Regions from separate parts of the Mus musculus genome. Here region 2 is linked to region 1. The links are chromatin contacts, called in public Hi-C maps. All regions are on one chromosome and are shown on one strand. Each heading gives the region's core, a stretch centred on a gene start, on an enhancer-like site or on the middle of the called end of the contact. The rest is flanking DNA. Distances are from core to core; before and after follow the strand shown. Region 1 holds the start of Rassf3 (Ras association (RalGDS/AF-6) domain family member 3). Region 2 overlaps Tbk1 (TANK-binding kinase 1).

Region 1 (3,374 bases), core at 476-2,975:
CTGGCTGGACCCCCGTGGAGGGGACTCCCACACCGGTAGAATTCAAGAACCCCCTGGTTTTCTGGAAATTACCAGGCACTTCTGGAATACAAGTCAAACTGGCTCAAGCTCTTTACAAGGCAAACGGGAGGGGAATATGTAAAGTGGTGAAGAACCCCAATGAGGGAAAAACTAGATGAGAAAGGGGGAAAAGGCCATTTCTTGTCTGCCCCACAGGAGGTAGGCCAGGCAGTGTGGGAGTGGGAGTCGTGGGTAATCTCTGACTTCCAAATTCCCCCATTAGCACATTCTACTGAAAATAAAAGGTCACCCTAGTAAACGGAGCAACCTGAAGTCTGAGGATAAAGGCATGCTACCACCCACCCTAGCTAGCCCTTCACTAGGGGACTAGTTGTTAGCAATAATGACCTCATCCTAGCCTTTCACCCTCCTCCTCCTCTTAGTTTGGAAATCTAATAGACCAAAAAGCCTAGAACTTCCAAATCTGATAAAGGAGTTTTACTTTAGAAAACAACGGCCTGTTAAACTTAAAAGGGTTGGCAAGGGCAGTCTGGGCAGAGATTTCTCTCCACCAAAATCCCCATCACTGGGCCTCTGAACGATTAGTTTCTCTTGTTTTTCATCTCCAGAGTTGACAGAAACCTCTGGTGTGCGTCTGTGGTGTTTTTAGGAGCAACAAGTTTGTTCCGTTAAAGCTCCTATATCTGACGAGAGCGTGGCCGAGCTGGCCAGGCTCCCTGGTGCGGCTTCCAGGGCCAGAAGGCCACCGGTTAAGCGCCGACCTTACAAGTCCGGCCAAAGTGCCCCATTTGGAAGACGCCCCTAAAAAAAAATAATAATAATCCCTGTCCCGATCTGTGAAACTGGCACAACTTCCCGTACTGTCTTTTCCCAAGCCACGCTTCCCACGGCACCCTTCCTCCAAAAAAGGAAGAAATCGGCGTAAGGCTCAGCCCTCTGGAGCTAAGTCTACCCAGGACGTCCGCAGGACCCGCAAACCGGACCTGATGAGACCCAGACTTTAGTGAGCACCGACGATCGCCCGGTCCCTTTACCCTGCAGCTTGCCCGCACCGGGGCTGCTCGGTCACTTTGGGCTATTGCGTGCCCTCAAGCCACTCAGGGCCATCGAGCAAACTGCAGCTAGAAGCAAACTGCAGCCAGGACGGCGCGGTGACCCGGCCGTCGCCCCGAAGGGCTGTCGGGGGAGCCATCCCGAGTGGCCCGGGGACCTCCCGGCTCTTTGGAGCTGCTCCCGCAGCCGGCGTCCCCCAAGCAGAGAGGCCCAGGCCATCTGGCTCCGCGCCCTTCCACCTCCTTCCTTCGCCTCGGGCGGCCCACGCCCACTGCACAGGCTCCCAGCACCTTTCAGGCGCCGAAAGGGCAAAGGCCACTCTCAGAGCCCCGCAGCCCTCGGGCGAGCATCGCCCAGCGCGGGCGCAGACACGTGGAGCCAAGACCCCCGAGCACGCCACTCACCGGCTGACCCGAACGGGACTTGCCCGGAGGCGCTCTCCTGAAGAAGGAGGTCCTGGCGGTGAAGAAAAAGTCCTCGTCCTCCTCGAGGCTGCTGTAGCCGCTGCTCATGCTGCTGGTCCGGTTGCGCGCAGGGGGCCTCCCCGGGGCGCAGGCGGCCAGGCCGGGGTGCGGCGCCCGCCCGCCCCGTGAGGTTCCCGGCGCGCGGCCCCGAGCCGCCGGCAAGCCGTCCTGCTGCAGCTGCAGCCGCCGCTCAAGCCGCCGTCTGGTCCCCTCCCGCAGGATCAGCCGCCCTCTCCGGGCGCCTCCCGGCTCTGGTGCGCCACGACCCCGCCCCCTCCTGGACCCAGCCCCCCACGCCTGGCAAGGCCCCACCCACCTCAAACCAGACCCCGCCCAGCCAAGACCCCGCCCCCAGCCCGTCAAGGACCCAGCACACGCCACGCCCCTGCTACCAAGGCCCCGCCCAGGCCCCGCCCCACGGGCCTCCGCTGCTGCGTCCTGCCCAGCTCCGCGCGCGCAGGTGGGGCCCCGCCCGCGGCCCTCAGCCACGCCCCTCCGTCCTAGCACCGGTGGACTGTTGGAGGAAGGTGGGTTCGAGCACCGCCCCTGCTGGAACAGTTCTCCCGAGGGCTTCCCCAACCTCCCGGAATCTGCAAACTCCTCAGTGATTTCCCGTCACTGGAGCCGAAGTTTTGGAGAGGGCGGCAATATAATGGAGAACTTTTCCCACTCTCCTTCGGGCTCGGCCTTGGTGGAAACGGTCTGGGTCGAGGGGGTCGAGCCACGCGTGCGGCTGGCCCCTCCCAAACCGTTATAAGTTAGCAGAGGTGGGTGGGGTAAGAGCGACTGGGTTGTGCTTATTTGAAAGAAAACATCCTCTCTGGTTCTTTTGAACTTCGGTGGTAAAGCTTTCCCGCCTCCCTGTGGCGAAGGCGTGTCCCAAATGTGGATGGCTAAAGCAGTTGAGAATTTGGGGGACAAATTTCATAATCACCGAACAATCCAGTACTTTTAATTTAAATGCACTTTGGAAATGTCGCCTCCCACAAGCAACCTTACATGGTCACCCCATGGGGGAGCAAGTAGATTAGACCACTCCGTTCTCACCCACACAACAAAAAACAAGGTTTCCCTTCGGGAATCTGCTAAATTTTTAAAATGCGACTTTTTTTTTTTTTTTTTTTTTTTGCTTAGGGTGACCTGGGGGGTCGTTTTCCCCTTGGCGTGATGGAGTTGACTTGAGTCCTACTAACTTGCTTGCAAGAGACCTTGATGGGAAAGAGGGTTTGAAGCTTTAAGGCTGCTATGATATGCAGGCCGTAGCAGAATTTTTGTTTTGTTTTTTAAGGAGTTTTTTAAAAGAGAAACTCGTCATTGCTTATGGCTAAGCCCTTTTCTCCTCTACTCCCCCAGTGCTGTGACTAAAACATAAAGGTAGCAGTCGCCTTCAGGCTGAGACCCGCTGCTTCTGTGGCGTTTTTGTGTACCCTTCCTGGAATCAGGACTGAGTGCCTAATCGTCACTTGAGAACGAGAAGGGGGGAAAGCCAGACCGGAGAGAAGTCTGGGACAAGGGAAAGAAATGGCTCCTGTGTAGTTCCTTCCTCCCTCGGGCAGAAAGAAGGCTGACTTATCTGCCTTCCTGCAGATTTATTCACGTGTTCAGCATGCAAACTGGCCTTTCACTCCAGGGAACTCACCCCCAGAGGGGCCTTAGAGTCACAGCCTATTTTAAAGCCCTTACTTGAAAGACTTCTTCCCAGGCACCACTCGACTATGGATGACTAGAAAGCAGAGTCTGGCTTTACTCTTCCTTTAGCCGGAAAGCCTTACTTTACAGGTTCCTTGTGTACTTAGGAGCCAAATGTAAGAGAAGAGGACAATCACTCCATGCAAG
Region 2 (3,315 bases), core at 559-3,058, 93 kb after region 1:
GTGGGACCATCTCTGGGCTGGTAGTCTTGGGTTCTATAAGAGAGCAGGCTGAGCAAACCAGGGGAGGCAAGCCAGTAAAGAACATCCCTCCATGGCCTCTGCATCGGCTCCTGCTTTCTGACCTGCTTGAGTTCCAGTCCTGACTTCCTTGGTGATGATCAGCAGTATGGAAGTGTAAGCCGAATAAACCCTTTCCTCCCCAACTTGCTTCTTGGTCATGATGTTTGTGCAGGAATAGAAACCCTGACTAAGACAGTGCCAAAGGTCACGAGTTAGGTACACCGCACTTACTGAGAAAGACTACAGGAGAGAGGCATGTCTCCACTCCAGTCAATTGGTCCGTTTTCTGCTTTCTGTACTCCAGATATTGCACCAGACGGCTTCCCAGTGATTATTTTATACCTTAGGAGGAACAACAGCAGAATAAGGTAAGGCAGGTCATTACGGCACGGCCTATTGACAGGCTGCAAGTTCCCCTCACTTGCACCTGCAATCATCGACTAAAGCCCTCTGTGACCGATGGCTGCGGCATCCATGAGTTCTGCCTGACTGAGGTGGGACAGTAGTGTGCGAATACTATCTATACGCCAGTTGGTTTTCATTTGAGAGCCCAATGTGCCTGATGTTCACAACAAAATTATTTTTCCATCAGAAAAAATGGGGCAAACATAAAAACCGTTATGCCTCTGAGTCTGTCTAGACTATAAAAGCCCCTCATCCAGCCAAGCAGACCACAAGGCTACTGCAAAATGAGCCATCAAATTATTATTTTTGTTTTAAAGAAGTGGGAGATAAAACTGTACATAGCTCAGGATCAGAAAAATCTCCACATAGACAAAAAGCACACACAGATGTAGGAAGATGCTCTACGACTATCCACACTGGTGAGTGTGGTGTAGAATGGATGGGCAGAAGCAAGGCGAGCCAGAACCTCAGGCCTCGGGGTCTCAGACTGTGTCTTTCCGTAAGAATACCTGTAGCTGCATGAATGCATTTGGCACCAGTCAGCAGTATCTGACATCAGCCAAGGCAGGGTTTCTTTCTGTCTGATCATTTTTAGTTCATCAGCTAAACAAATGCGCTCTGAGCAAACCAGAGCCGACCAGAAACCCAACTGCTGCACTCTAATTCTTCCTCCATGGAGGCAGGCGGCTGTAGCTTCTGCCTCAAGAGATGTTTTTTGAAAAAAAGAAACTGAGGTGGAAAGGAAGGTGTGCTCATCCTTGCAGGATCAAGTTACACAGGAGTAAACAGAGACACAAGCAAGGAGGATTAGCGATGGCACTGCTGGGCGGCGCGAATTCTTCACAAGTTTCATCCCTACAGGCTTCTCACGTGACCCTTAATCCATGCCGACGGATGCACACTGAGCTCACACGCTGAGCAGCGTGGCTGGGCAGGAGGGGGGTGCACCGCTCCAGGACGGTCAGACAGCCACTGATAACGACACCACACCACGAACATCTACTATCAGTCCTTGCACAGAGGTGTCTGTACAAATAAAGACATCCCACTAACGTATGCGCAGAGCGATTAGAGAGTAGTCAGGTGGCTTGTGAGTCACGTTTTCTTTCTTACAAGCCACACACGCTCTCATCCATTCTAGAGTAGCTTAAGTTGTCAGTGCTTTAAAATGCATCTATGAGAACAGAAGCGCGTGCCTGTAGGGCACAGCTTATATCTAAGGAGGAAACAAAGGGGGGCTTGGCCTTGCTAAGGAGGAGGTTTAATAAAAAGGGCACAGCTGTAAAGCAAGCTCTGGCTGACACTGCGCCATCTTAGTGCAATCAGTCCATGTTCAGACACCGTGTGTTCAGCAGCACACGTGCAAATGTTCAAGCTTTAGCAAAAGCCAATGCTCCACAGGACCTTGTTTCATCCGCTTCCTCAGATAATCTTAGAGGAGAAATGTGTTCTCCTCAGTTTTCTGAGATGACAGAAAGGCTCCGTTTTACACTTGTGATTACTTTAAATCACATGCCCCGGGGAAGCTGGGTATGTGATTTAAAATGTACGCGCACAATTCCACACTCAGGAGGCTGGGGCACAATTGCGCTGTCAGTTTCTTTTGAAATAAAATGAAGTACAGTGTGCTGGCTGGTTTTGGTCACCGTGACACAAACCTAGACATATCTAGGAGGAGGAGATCTTAGTAGAGAAAACGCCTCCCCGAAGACGACTACAGGAAAACCCGTAAGGCACTGTCTTAATTAATAACTAACAAGGGAGGGCCCAGCCCACTGGGGTGGTGTCAGCCCTAGGCAGGTGGTCCTGAATGGTTAAGAAAGCAGGCTGAGCAGGCCAGGAGGAGCAAGCCAGTAAGCAGCACTCCTCCATGGCCTCTGCATCAGCTCCTGCCCCGACTTCCCTGAACAAGCTATAGATGAAATAAGCCCTTTTCTCCCCAAGCTGCCTTTGGTCACAGCAGCAAAGACCCTAACACACAGTGTTCAGATGAATCACAATAAACTTCACTCCACAAGTCTATCTTTTCCTTGATTTTTTTGTTTACTATTCAAGACTTTGTGCACTGATCATATCTCCAACAGTACAGAGGCATATAAATGCGTACAACACTGTGGGGCTGCAGAGATGGCTCAGCAGTTAGAGCACTGCCTCATCTTACAGACTTGGGTTTAGTTCCCAGCACCACCAGGACAGTCACAAGCATCTGTGACTTCACTTTCAGGCAATCAATCTTTTGGCTTCTTCGGGCACCGGGTACACGGACACACATGCAGGAAAACATTTATACACATGAATTATACTCACAGGAAGCATAAAGTATTAGAAAAGCCAATTTTCATCAATTTCATCTCCTCACACATCTGGATAAACAAGATACACACACACATCAGAAACCCCGTCTAACGGCAGACGCAGAGGTGCTTACATTACTTCTTTGTTCCTCCGAGGCCCCTCGAAGGGTCTAAACGGCAGCGACCCCGTGGCTGCATGGTAGAATGTCACTCCAACACTCCACAGATCAACGGTAGCCCCGTACTTCTTCTGATGGTCCTTTCTTAGCACTGCCCTTTCATACATGTCCGGATGCTGAAGAGAATAGCAGGAGCTGACGACTTACTCAACAACGTTAAAGTCCTATCATGTTTTCCTAGTAATTTCACTCTTCCATTTTCAAAAGACTCATTTGGGCTGGGAAGATGGCTCAGTGGGTAAAGGTGCCAGTCAGCAAGTCTGGCGACCCCTGAGTTCAATTTCTGGGACCTACATGGTGAAAGGAGAGCAGTGACTGCCACGAGCTGTCCTGACTCTTACAGGGGCACCAGAGGACCAGCATCTCCCCAGTACATA

Evidence for each region. Hi-C and Micro-C count contacts between places; a contact is called where the count stands out from the background.
Region 2: a Hi-C map of rod photoreceptor shows a contact between it and region 1, with 2.9 times the contacts expected there. The contact joins the enhancer-like site here to the promoter of Rassf3 in region 1. A contact is called at or near these places in 1 of 39 promoter capture datasets (liver), 1 of 484 Hi-C or Micro-C datasets (rod photoreceptor), 1 of 115 datasets of contacts at active chromatin or transcription factors (embryonic stem cells) and 3 of 9 other capture datasets (adipose tissue, liver and pancreatic islet).

Annotation. Positions count from the first base shown.
Region 1 is chr10:121,474,525-121,477,898 of GRCm38.p6, forward strand. Rassf3 (Ras association (RalGDS/AF-6) domain family member 3) reads right to left here and starts at 1,726. Exons shown (of 5, transcript NM_138956.3): 1 at 1,479-1,726. The coding sequence starts at 1,586.
Region 2 is chr10:121,567,738-121,571,052 of GRCm38.p6, forward strand. It overlaps Tbk1 (TANK-binding kinase 1), which reads right to left. Exons shown (of 21, transcript NM_019786.4): 6 at 2,894-3,054; 7 at 292-402. Among named protein-coding and RNA genes, the nearest start is that of Tbk1, 17 kb to the right of the region's middle. Within about 2 kb of position 1,809, at least 89 of the 459 cell types and tissues checked have an H3K27ac peak or open chromatin away from gene starts, as enhancers often do. A contact at or near this core is called in embryonic stem cells, pancreatic islet and rod photoreceptor, where this site is marked.